Regions from separate parts of the Canis lupus genome. Here region 2 is linked to region 1. Evidence: chromatin contacts called from public Hi-C data. All regions are on one chromosome and are shown on one strand. Each heading gives the region's core, a stretch centred on a gene start, on an enhancer-like site or on the middle of the called end of the contact. The rest is flanking DNA. Distances are from core to core; before and after follow the strand shown. Region 1 overlaps RAD51B (DNA repair protein RAD51 homolog 2). Region 2 overlaps RAD51B (DNA repair protein RAD51 homolog 2).

The links. Hi-C and Micro-C count contacts between places; a contact is called where the count stands out from the background.
Region 2: a contact with region 1 is called in a Hi-C map of skin fibroblasts, with 3 times the contacts expected there. The contact joins two enhancer-like sites. A contact is called at or near these places in 2 of 9 Hi-C or Micro-C datasets (amygdala and skin fibroblasts).

What each region holds. Positions count from the first base shown.
Region 1 is chr8:42,145,202-42,150,355 of UU_Cfam_GSD_1.0, forward strand. The region is part of intron 7 of RAD51B (DNA repair protein RAD51 homolog 2); the gene reads left to right. Among named protein-coding and RNA genes, the nearest start is that of RAD51B, 91 kb to the left of the region's middle. Within about 2 kb of position 2,285, at least 3 of the 20 cell types and tissues checked have an H3K27ac peak or open chromatin away from gene starts, as enhancers often do.
Region 2 is chr8:42,425,720-42,430,873 of UU_Cfam_GSD_1.0, forward strand. All of the region lies in intron 7 of RAD51B (DNA repair protein RAD51 homolog 2), which reads left to right. Among named protein-coding and RNA genes, the nearest start is that of RAD51B, 370 kb to the left of the region's middle. Within about 2 kb of position 2,197, at least 9 of the 20 cell types and tissues checked have an H3K27ac peak or open chromatin away from gene starts, as enhancers often do.

The DNA of each region.
Region 1 (5,154 bases), core at 1,035-3,534:
TTGAAATAGAGCACTATGAGAAGGATGTTCACCTCTTCAAGGTTTTTCCCTGGAATGGCCATCAAAATCAATGTGGGTTCCTAAGACTTCTCTTTACTATGTGAAAAGATGTGGGTTTTATTTTTTTTTAATTTTTTTAATTTTTATTTTTTTTAATTTTTATTTTATTTATTTATGATAGTCACAGAGAGAGGGAGAGAAAGAGAGACAGGCAGAGGGAGAAGCAGGCTCCATGCACCGGGAGCCCGATGTGGGATTCGATCCCGGGTCTCCAGGATCGCGCCCTGGGCCAAAGGCAGGCACCAAACCGCTGCGCCACCCAGGGATCCCAAGATGTGGGTTTTATAAAGTAGACTCTCATATGCTGCAGTGCTTTAACATTTTTTAAGTTTTCATTTTTTATAATATATGAACTAATTCCAGACTATAGATAGCATTTACTTATGTGAACAGTTCCCTAAACTTTGCTCCCTACAGTGTAACTATTAAACCTTTTGGAGTAACGTTGCAATTATCTCTTAAGAAATATATTTTATTTTACTATTATTATTATTTTTAGATTTTATTTATTTATTTATGAGAAACAGAGAGAGAGAGAGGCAGAGACAGAGGCAGAGGGAGAAGCAGTCTCCATGCAGGGAGCCTGATGTGGGACTTGATCCTGGGACTCCAGGATCATGCCCTGAGTCAAAGGCAGATGCTCAACCACTGAGCCACCCAGGCATCCCAAGAAAGATCTTTTAGGTTCATGTCTTATGACTGGAGTAAGTCCTTCAGGAACATTCTCTCCTGACTCCACACCCAAAGATATTTTGGATCTTCTTAATTTTAATCTTAAACTTGTGCTTTGATCAGAGTGAAGAAATGAGTCAGAGAAATTTTTTAACACTAATACATTGGGGGAGGTCACACAACGTAATCTGAATCTGAAGCCACATTAACTGTTGGTTTTGCTCTTCCAGGCTGAAGGGAAAATTTGTAATCATGAGTATATTGCATAATGGTGACATAATTGAGGGTGTAGACTTATCCTTTAGAACACTGCCCCGGAGAGACTTGTGTTCAGTACATAATGTAAAGATATTTTAATGTGGTTGTGAAACTCTTTGCTGTCAAATAACAGGAATATCTCACTCATTTTGTGTATAGTTTGCTTTGTAGATGATGCTCTTCTTAAGTAGAAAACAATTGATGCCTCCATGTCTAATTGGGATCTGTGGTTAAGTGTAGCTCAAACACTATTGAATTAAACTTTCATGTGGTAATATGTTCTTCCAGACTAGGGAGTCAGCACTCTTTGACCCTTGAGGAAAATAGTCTCATTTAACAATTTCAGTGCCATCTAGGATTTTATCTAGTATGTGATGAGGTGATGTGTTATATTGGTTTGTAGTCTATGGAGATAATTGATAAACTTGGGCCCTGGGGCCTAGGGTTAGGAGATCTATCATAGAAGAAAGGTAATGATCCAAAGAGCAATATTTGTTGTGTATCATCTCCAACTGTGAAACTTTAAAGCATTTGGACTCTAATTTGAAAGACTAGTTGAAAAAGAATTATCTGACATATTTTGTGCCTATGACTCTGCTAGGTACTGTGAAGTTAGAGTAAATAAGACATAATTCCTGATCTTGAGGTATTTGCCTGTGGGGGAAGATATACATACAGGCAGATCCTTTTTTTCGTAAATTGAAGTAAGGATTTACTCTTTTTTTCTTCCCATTATGGAAGCATACACAAAGGAGAATTACAACATGCATTTGAAAATGACATCAGCTATAGTAAAATCTATTTTTTTTCTAAAACTCAAGAATAAAATAAATGCATAATTCAGAATAGTGATGACCATTGGGAGAGAGACAGGAAGATGTGAATTCATGAAGGGCCAATGGTAACTTGATTAGAACTAGGAATATTCTAATTCATAAATTGGTTGATGGGTTCATAGGTACATATTTTTCATTATGTGTTATAACTTACTATATATATTCCTTTGTATCTATCAATGTTATGTAATTTTTAAAAATAAAGATATTTCAGTAAACATTTCCAAATCTTAATTTATTAAAAGCTTTTACTTAGGATAAGTTGTGGTAGAAAAACCAAACTCACTCAGCCAAACTACTTCTTTGTCTACTGTCTATTCATCCAGCCATCTAACCATCCATATTTTATACTTCAGTTTTTGGAACACAATAAAAATTATGTAGAAGTCTTTTCATATGACCTGAATGTTCTGTTTCCCTGCCTTCTAAAGTTCTATGTACTCTGTCTAGAACCCAGTTTATAGGTCAAAAGGATTCAGTCTGGGCTGGCCAGCCAGACGTTAAGTATTCATTACCTCTGTGTGTGTGTTTGTGTGTGTGTGTGTGTGTGTGTGTGTGTGTGTTTAATGATGTTTGTGCATGGCTTAGCTAGGGATTTTGAAATCTTTGTAGGGTTTTCTATTTACTGGGTGGTTTTAGAATTGAGGGTCATCAGTAGGAAAAAAAAACAAAAATACTATTTCGTCTTTCATCTATGTCCCATATTATACAAGTGTTCTCTGAAAATAGCACCAATTTTCTGGGAAAGGTCATGACTAAGACTTTTCTCACCCTTTACCCCTACTCTCCAATTCATGTTTCCTTCTTATAACATGGTCATGTGCTCACCCATGTCTGGCTTATGAACCGTGTAGAATATTTGTGCAGTTTTGTTTTTTAAGTCCTACACTGTGCACATGATGCAGTATTTAATTTGGAATGAGCTCTGAGTTTAGTCACACGTGCTTCTTGTGGTGTTTATCTTGGAATCCACAAGTAGGAGGGAAGTATTTTTGCTTTTTATACATCTGGACATTGTTCATGGTACTCCTGTAACTTGGGAATTCTGTGTGGGGCAAAATCCAAAGAACAGTATTAAAAATAACATAGAGTTATAATGACATCTGAGTAAAAACCCTTGAGAATACTCTCTGATCCCAGCAGAGTTTGATTTGATGGTGAACTTTCTCAATTTTGTGGTTCACTGTTTGGCCTGAGTAGATTGCTGGAATTAGAAGGTTATTTAACACCTTTGCTTCTAGGCTAATGGGCTGCCAGACTTTCTGAAAGTCTACAGAGCTGGCTTTTTGGGGGAAGATTTTGCCTTGATTTTGCATGGGGTAAGATAGATAAAATAAATTCTCTTTACTGCTGCTGTGCCTCTGCCACTCTCTTGCTCCACAAGCAGCTTCAGAGATCTGTGAGGATCTATTTGTTCCCTGACTTTGCCTCATTCCATCTAACTTAGAATGAAAAGGTTGGTCCTGAGATCACCTCAAGCACTATGTCAGGAGCAGGGATGGTGAAGGGAGGGTGTCTAGTAACTTTGTCTTTCCTCTAATGACAAATGAAAAGTTGTATTAAATGTGATTGGACATGGGCAGCACAGTGCCTCCTCCTTTTGGCCAGGGGTCTGCTAGGTTGGAAAATGTGGGAAGAGATGTATGAAAGCTTTGCTGCTCTTTGAGTGAGTTTGCATATGGACAGTATTGCTTTTTGGCCCCAATCTAGTTTTCTTTCATTCCCACGTCTCATCTTTTATGCAGCTGCAGAGAGCAGGCTGGGAAAGCAGAATGAAAGCTTCAAACAGATTTGCACTTGAATAAAAGAAAGAGTGATTTCTCTTGTTCAGAGTACAGACCAGTTTGAAGAGAAAGCTATTTGCTTTTTCACTTTCAGAGTAAAGGACTGTTTGCTTTTTTCCTTCAAATGTAATAAAGAGGGGAAAAAGCTAATAAAGTAGTTGGAACTTGCTGGTTATAATTCATATAGAATTTTCAAATGTGCTTAATAAGGTTTCTCATACAATTATAAAAGAAGTAAATAATTGGAGGGAAAGGTCAACATTCTGTTGAAGTTTTACAATCAGTTGAATATGAGGTGGTTTGAGTACTGGGATAAGACAACTCAAGTAGGGGTTGTTTCTCTTTGTTGGTTTATTTGGCCTTTCCTTTGGGAATTTTTTTCTCTTTACTTTCGTAATGCATTTTGCAACTTTCAGTTAAAAAAATATCCATCAAAGTTTAAACTTTTAGCAAATAAACACATCCTGGTTTTATGATGGGAATCACAACATAGCAGAAAATGGCTTGACTTCAGCTGGAGAGAGGTTAGTAGTAGGAACTCCAAGGGTTGATACCAAGATCGTGCTTGTTTAATGTTTTAATGACTCCAAAAGGAAATGGTGAAATCTGCTGATGACACCAAATTGCTTTTGCTGATCCAAACAGGGATTTCTGGGAAGCTTCTTTAGAGTATTTGGAATAGTGGAAGGATTGGGCAATATGGTGTCAAACACACCAAACTGAAGTGAAGGTTTACGTGAAGTAGCAGGAGTAATATCAATATATTGAAATCACAAAGCCTGCCAAGTCTTCCAAGAGGAAGACTGTGAAATCCTAAGGATTTGGCTTTGATTCCCCTTATGAAAAGAAGACTTAGGACAAAGGACATTTTGATATATAAAAAAATAAAAACCTCTGTAGCAGTAGTTGTAATTACAAAACAGTGATTTATTTAAAACTATGGTGTTGATTTTTTTTCTTTTTTTAATGCCAGCAGTAGTACATTCAAATAAGTGCTGTTTCCCTTAAAATGGTCACAGAAGATTATATACTCATTTTATGCATGCTACTGGTTTCTTTTTTGGGGGGAAGCCTTTAGTACATTCTATTTTCTATGGTAGCAAGTCTTCATTTAGGGAGTTAGTTTTGATTTTTGATATAGCCAGTTGTCATTTAGAATCCAGTGTGATGAATAAGGTGAGTGATCAAACTAAGTATAATTTAAACTTTTTTAAAAAAGATTTTATTTATTTATTCATGAGAGACACAGAGAGAGAGAGGGGGGCAGAGACACAGGCAGAGGGAGAAGCAGGCTCCATGCAGGGAGCCCCATGCAGGACTCGATCCTGGGACCCCAGGACCACATCCTGGGTCAAAGGCAGGCTCTAAACTGATGAGCCACCCAGGGATCCCCCCAAATTAAGTATAATTTAAATATAAAGTAATAAAACTAATTTTCTTTTATTGCTTCTACAATTTCTGAAGTAAATTACCAAGGGAGAAATTGCAAAAATATTTGTGTAATGATAGTATTAGAATAAGTTCTCCCCCCCATTTTTAGATAA
Region 2 (5,154 bases), core at 947-3,446, 280 kb after region 1:
AAGAGCAAAACTGTGTTTTCAGAGCTAAATGGAAGCAAAATCTTTCTTTGGCATTTTGAAAGCCTAGGTAGGTGGCTGGGTAAGCACTTTCTTGCAGCCTGTTTGTTTTAGCCCACAGTGGTTTCTGAACAGCTTTAAGAGATTCTGATAGACACAAAAACACCCATTCTACAGTGGCCATCTCTCTTGAGGCTGTCCCCTCTGTCCTGTGGCTGGAAATTTATATAACTTTTAGGATTTTTCTGAAGAATTACAGTATAGCTGGTCTACCTCGAGCTTTGAATTTTCTTTGAATTTCAATATCAAAAGCAGAACAACTTTTCATTATAGAACTGGAAAGAGCAGTTATTTATTCCACCCCTTACGTTTTGCACATTTGGAAACCGAAATTGAGTTAAGTGACTTGCTTGCAGTTGCCTGACTTGGTTAATGTGGGAATAGAAACGAAAGATGAGAGTTCCTGATGCTAGATCGATGATCATCAGGCTATACCCACGAGAGGGAAAGTTCAGTTCAGGCTCTCTGTAACTTTAAGAACTTGGACGACTATGTCAATCTTGGTGAAACAGCTCATCAAGATAACCTTATCATTCTCAAGGGAACATAATTTTAAGGAGAAACATTTGGAGGAACCGGATTTTAAACTATAATGCTGATTCTTCATTAGTCAAGTGGGGGGATATTTTCATATGTTGCATAAATATTCAAACATTTCTTACTTAATATTTCTTTTAGCCATAAAAGCACTTTATTTGAGAATAAACACTAGCACTCTAGGACAAGTTGGTTACACAAACCCTCTACACAGGGGGCCACATTACACATCAGTGACAACCATAAACCAGAGAAGGGAATAATAACTTGGGGAAATGGTCTTCGTAATGCTTTATAGTTGACAGAATGCCTTCATGTCCATTACCTAATTGATCCTCTAGGACAGTTTTGTGAAAGCAGAAAGAGGAGTCATAAGTACAGTTGTTTTTTAGTAAAGCAGTTCACCTCGCAGCGATACTGAGCCACTTACCCAGCCCAGCTAGGGAGCTACAGAATTGCAACTCAAACCCAAGACTTTCTCTCCAAGGCTGCAGCTTATTTCATTACCTCCCTGTGTGTTAGCTATAGAAGTGATAACACCTTAAATAGAAATGCCGGGGATCCCTGGTGGCGCAGCGGTTTGGCGCCTGCCTTTGGCCCAGGGCGTGATCCTGGAGACCCGGGATCGAATCCCACATCGGGCTCCCGGTGCATGGAGCCTGCTTCTCCCTCTGCCTGTGTCTCTGCCTCTCTCTCTCTCTGTAACTATCATAAATAAATAAAAAATTAAAAAAAAAAAAAAAGAAATGCCTGTTTTCTCTGCCTTTTCTTCTCTTCTCCAGGACAGAAAGTACAGGGGTAGGCTGTCCCTGCCTAGGCCTAGGTGGTTTCACTTCCTAATTTGCATTATTGTATTTGTAGTATTTACCTTACATGGAGGTATTGCCCTTACCTTACATTCCTCCTTATATTGAGGGATAGGTCTTTTAAAAATCATTAGAATGGGTTTGTGGGGCTACACTCCTTTCTCCTTCACATTCTAAACTGCAGACCTCATGCTCTCTGGCTTTCCATTCATATGAGAAAAAGACTATTGTAAATATTGGTGATACCACCTCAGGCTGCAAGCATAAATGAAGGATGTTCTTTTTTAGAAAGGGGAGAAAAAAAGCAATTAGCAATATTCTTGACTCTTTCCTCTTTTAAGACAGCAAGTAGTCATGTGTTTGTTTTCACGTATAACACTAGGTGGCAGAATGACTACACCACGAAGTAGGGTATCCTTTGCTTTCCGTGGAGGGATCTGAATAGTGAGGCAGAAGCCATCTGTGGCTGCATGAGATCGGACCAGACAACCTGGCCAATATTTTCTTGACAGGGAACTGGCTGCAGTGATTCGAAAACATATGCTTCCAAGATACTGCCTTTAAGGTTTCCCTCTTTCTTTTTTCCTTTCTTTTTTTCCCCCAGCTCCCCAGCATTTTAATTTTTCTGCCCCATTGCATTCATGTAGCAGAGGGCAGACAGGGCCTGCAGGCAGCTGCTTTGAAATGGCAGCTTGGGATGGATGCCCCCAGTGGCGCTGGCACTCTTGCCCTGAGTGCCAGCGGCTCATCGAGGGCCTAGGGGAAAGGCTCCTGAGCCTTTGCCCTGAGTGGTGTCTATTGCTCTGGCAGGCGGACTGCAGTGGCTGAGCTAGGCCAGCTTGAAGATGCTGCCCTCACTGACTCAGGTATACAAAACAGGTTTTTGTTTTCAAAGAACAGCCTGATAGTGGTTCAGCTCTTTAGCTTGTTTACCAATATCGCTGCATGATCTGGGGAACGTCGCGTCCAATTTAGGTTTTGTTTTGTGCTTTTTCTAATGATTTGCTGATGTCTCAGCACTCAAGTGTCTGTCTCCCTGGGTACCTCCCATGCCACAGGAAGCACAAAGTAAAGAAAGCAGCAGTACCAGGTTCGTCATTCCATGCTGCTAAGAGCAGAAACTAGGAGTACAGAAATTCTTCTTGGAGTTTTTGCTGACAAAGAAAAGAGTAGCATTAAGACACAACTGCATCCGACTAGTGAAAACACCCTACGTAGATGCTACATAAAGGAACTCCAGTAGATTTTTTTTTTAAGATTTGTTTATTTATTTATTTATTTATTTATTTATTTATTTATTTATTTATGATAGACATAGAGAGAGAGAGGCAGTGACAGGCAGAGGGAGAAGCCGACTGCATGCAGGGAGCCCGACGTGGGACTCGATCCTTGGACTTCAGGATTGTGCCCTGGGCCAAAGGCAGGGGCCAAACCGCTGAGCCACCCAGGGATCCCCAAAGGAACTCCAGTAAAGCCAAGTCTGAATGTCTAAAATTGGTCAAAAAATATTTTATTTTAATTACGGGGGCATTCTGTCCTTTACAGCTGGAAACACAATCGGATTTCATTAAATAGCAAGTTCCTGATGTGAATTGTAAATGATTCCATTTACAAACATGAAAAAAAAGAAGTATTTAAACCTTGACTTTTCAGAAGCCCACTTGTTGCATCAAAGACTAACTGGACTGTAGCTTTACACACCTACCTATACCACACTCTATACTATTTTCCAACTGGGAATCTTGGAGTATTTTTGGTTTGTAGCTGAGGCCACTTGTATGACCCTACTTTTTCAGAGAAGGCACTGGTGACTTGAGGGCTTGTTGAAGTGACCCAGGTGACTGGCAGGAATCAGGATAAGCTCATACGTTAGGGAGAAGGAGGCTTTGTTTATTTGTTTGCTTGACAGAGCTGCTTCTCTTTAATAAAGAGTAAACCATATGACTTTTGAGAATACCTGAAACAACATATATAAATCAGACCCAGGATATCTATCACAGGCCACCACCATGGTGATGCTTTGAAGCTGGAAGAAGATTGTGAGACTTTCTTGTTTGTTAAGAATGAAATGTCATAAAAATTCCAAAGCAGGGTTCAAATTTCCAGGGGGAGGGGACCTTTTTATTGTTTCCTCTAATAGCCGCTTTGGTGCTTTAGTGAATCAATGTGTTGCACAAAATAACCCTAGATGCAGTCTCTGAACTATAGCCTGGCTTTGCTCCCACTTTTGTATTTAGCATCCATTCTGAATTATTTATGATATTTTTGCTGTTGTTTGTCACTCCTCCCTCCTACTCTCCCACCCCCCCCACCCCACCATTTGTTCTGTCTTTATTTTCACACCCCCCAATTAATTGATATCTTCTGCTCTTAGGACTACAGCAAATGTGTCTGTGCATTTTTATGTGGATCTTCACTATGCAGGCCATGCTTTTAAGTTTCTGGAATAGAACAATGGTAAAAATGAGTCATGGCTTGCTGTTATATTTGTTTCTGAGTCAAGAAGCTTAATTTTCTCATTATAATGCTCAAGGTATAGAGCTATATAGTTTACTTTTAAGGGAAATAACCTTAATTTAAACAATTTCTTTAATTAGATGTCCTCATATATTGCAAAAGTCTCTGGATTTGTGTTTCCAAAGTGAACAACACATTGGTAGTGGTTCTATTATTTTTATCCATAGGGGAAAAAAACACATCCAAAATAGGTGTACCCAGCCCTGCTCACAGTCTCAGAACAACCAGCATTAATTCACTGAGGACTTTATACCTACATACAAATGATATCTCAAAACCAGAGACCAGAGTGGCTGGGGTCAAACTGTAAGAAGGGTAGAGTTGAGGAATATGGCAGATGTGGAGGGGTGCATTCATAGGAGAAGAGAGAATATTGGCAAAACAGGATGGCAGAGGTGAGCTGGGAGCTCAGCCCTAGTGCAGTGGTAGGGTTGTGAGAAATGGGTGACCAGAAGTCCTGGCACCTGCACCCTCATGGACACAAGCTATAGATATCAGCTTACCATGGTTTTCAGCATTAAAGAGCCAACAAATGTTCTTGAGTCTCTGTTTATTGAGCTCTCCAGTAAAGCCTCATAACTTATATTAATTGGGAAGAAAATGCTTCCAGAGAAAAGAGAGATGCTGGACAAAACAACTTTGTCTTTGACCAATTGTCAAGGCCCTGCTGTTTGGAATCATTGCCAAGTCCTTGGCTGTTGTATGACAGACCCAAAGAAAAAGAAGCGATTCATCTTCTTCTGTTGCACCTTTCAAGGAGGAATTTTTTTTTCCTTTAAGACAGATTTTGTTTATGGATTTAACATCACTGGCAGTGACCAGTGGGCTCAGACTCTTGTGTAATTTACTATTGTGCTCCTCCCCCCTAAGTTTGTGCACCTCCAGGAGCTCCATCCCATTAAAATTCCTTCTTAAAAGCATGAGGTGAAAGAGCCAAGCATGTGTTGTGTTTTTAGAGGGGAGTGTAGCTACAGAAGGGAAAAGTCTTTTTCTCTTTTAAATGCTGGTAAATAGCTTAAAACCTGTTGAAACTTTTGAAGGAATGTGGAGGAGTTGTCACTTGACTCTAATGTTTAGGAGAACAGAATAAAGGAAATAATTTTAAGAAAAGAGACTTTCCCATGATGGGCTTCTGTTCTCTGAAGTGCCCTGCAAACATCACAGCTGTTCTTCTGTGTGCGTGAGCCACCTAAAGTTGCTTCCCTGTCTGCTGGGCTCAGCGTCTTTGCTCATTGCC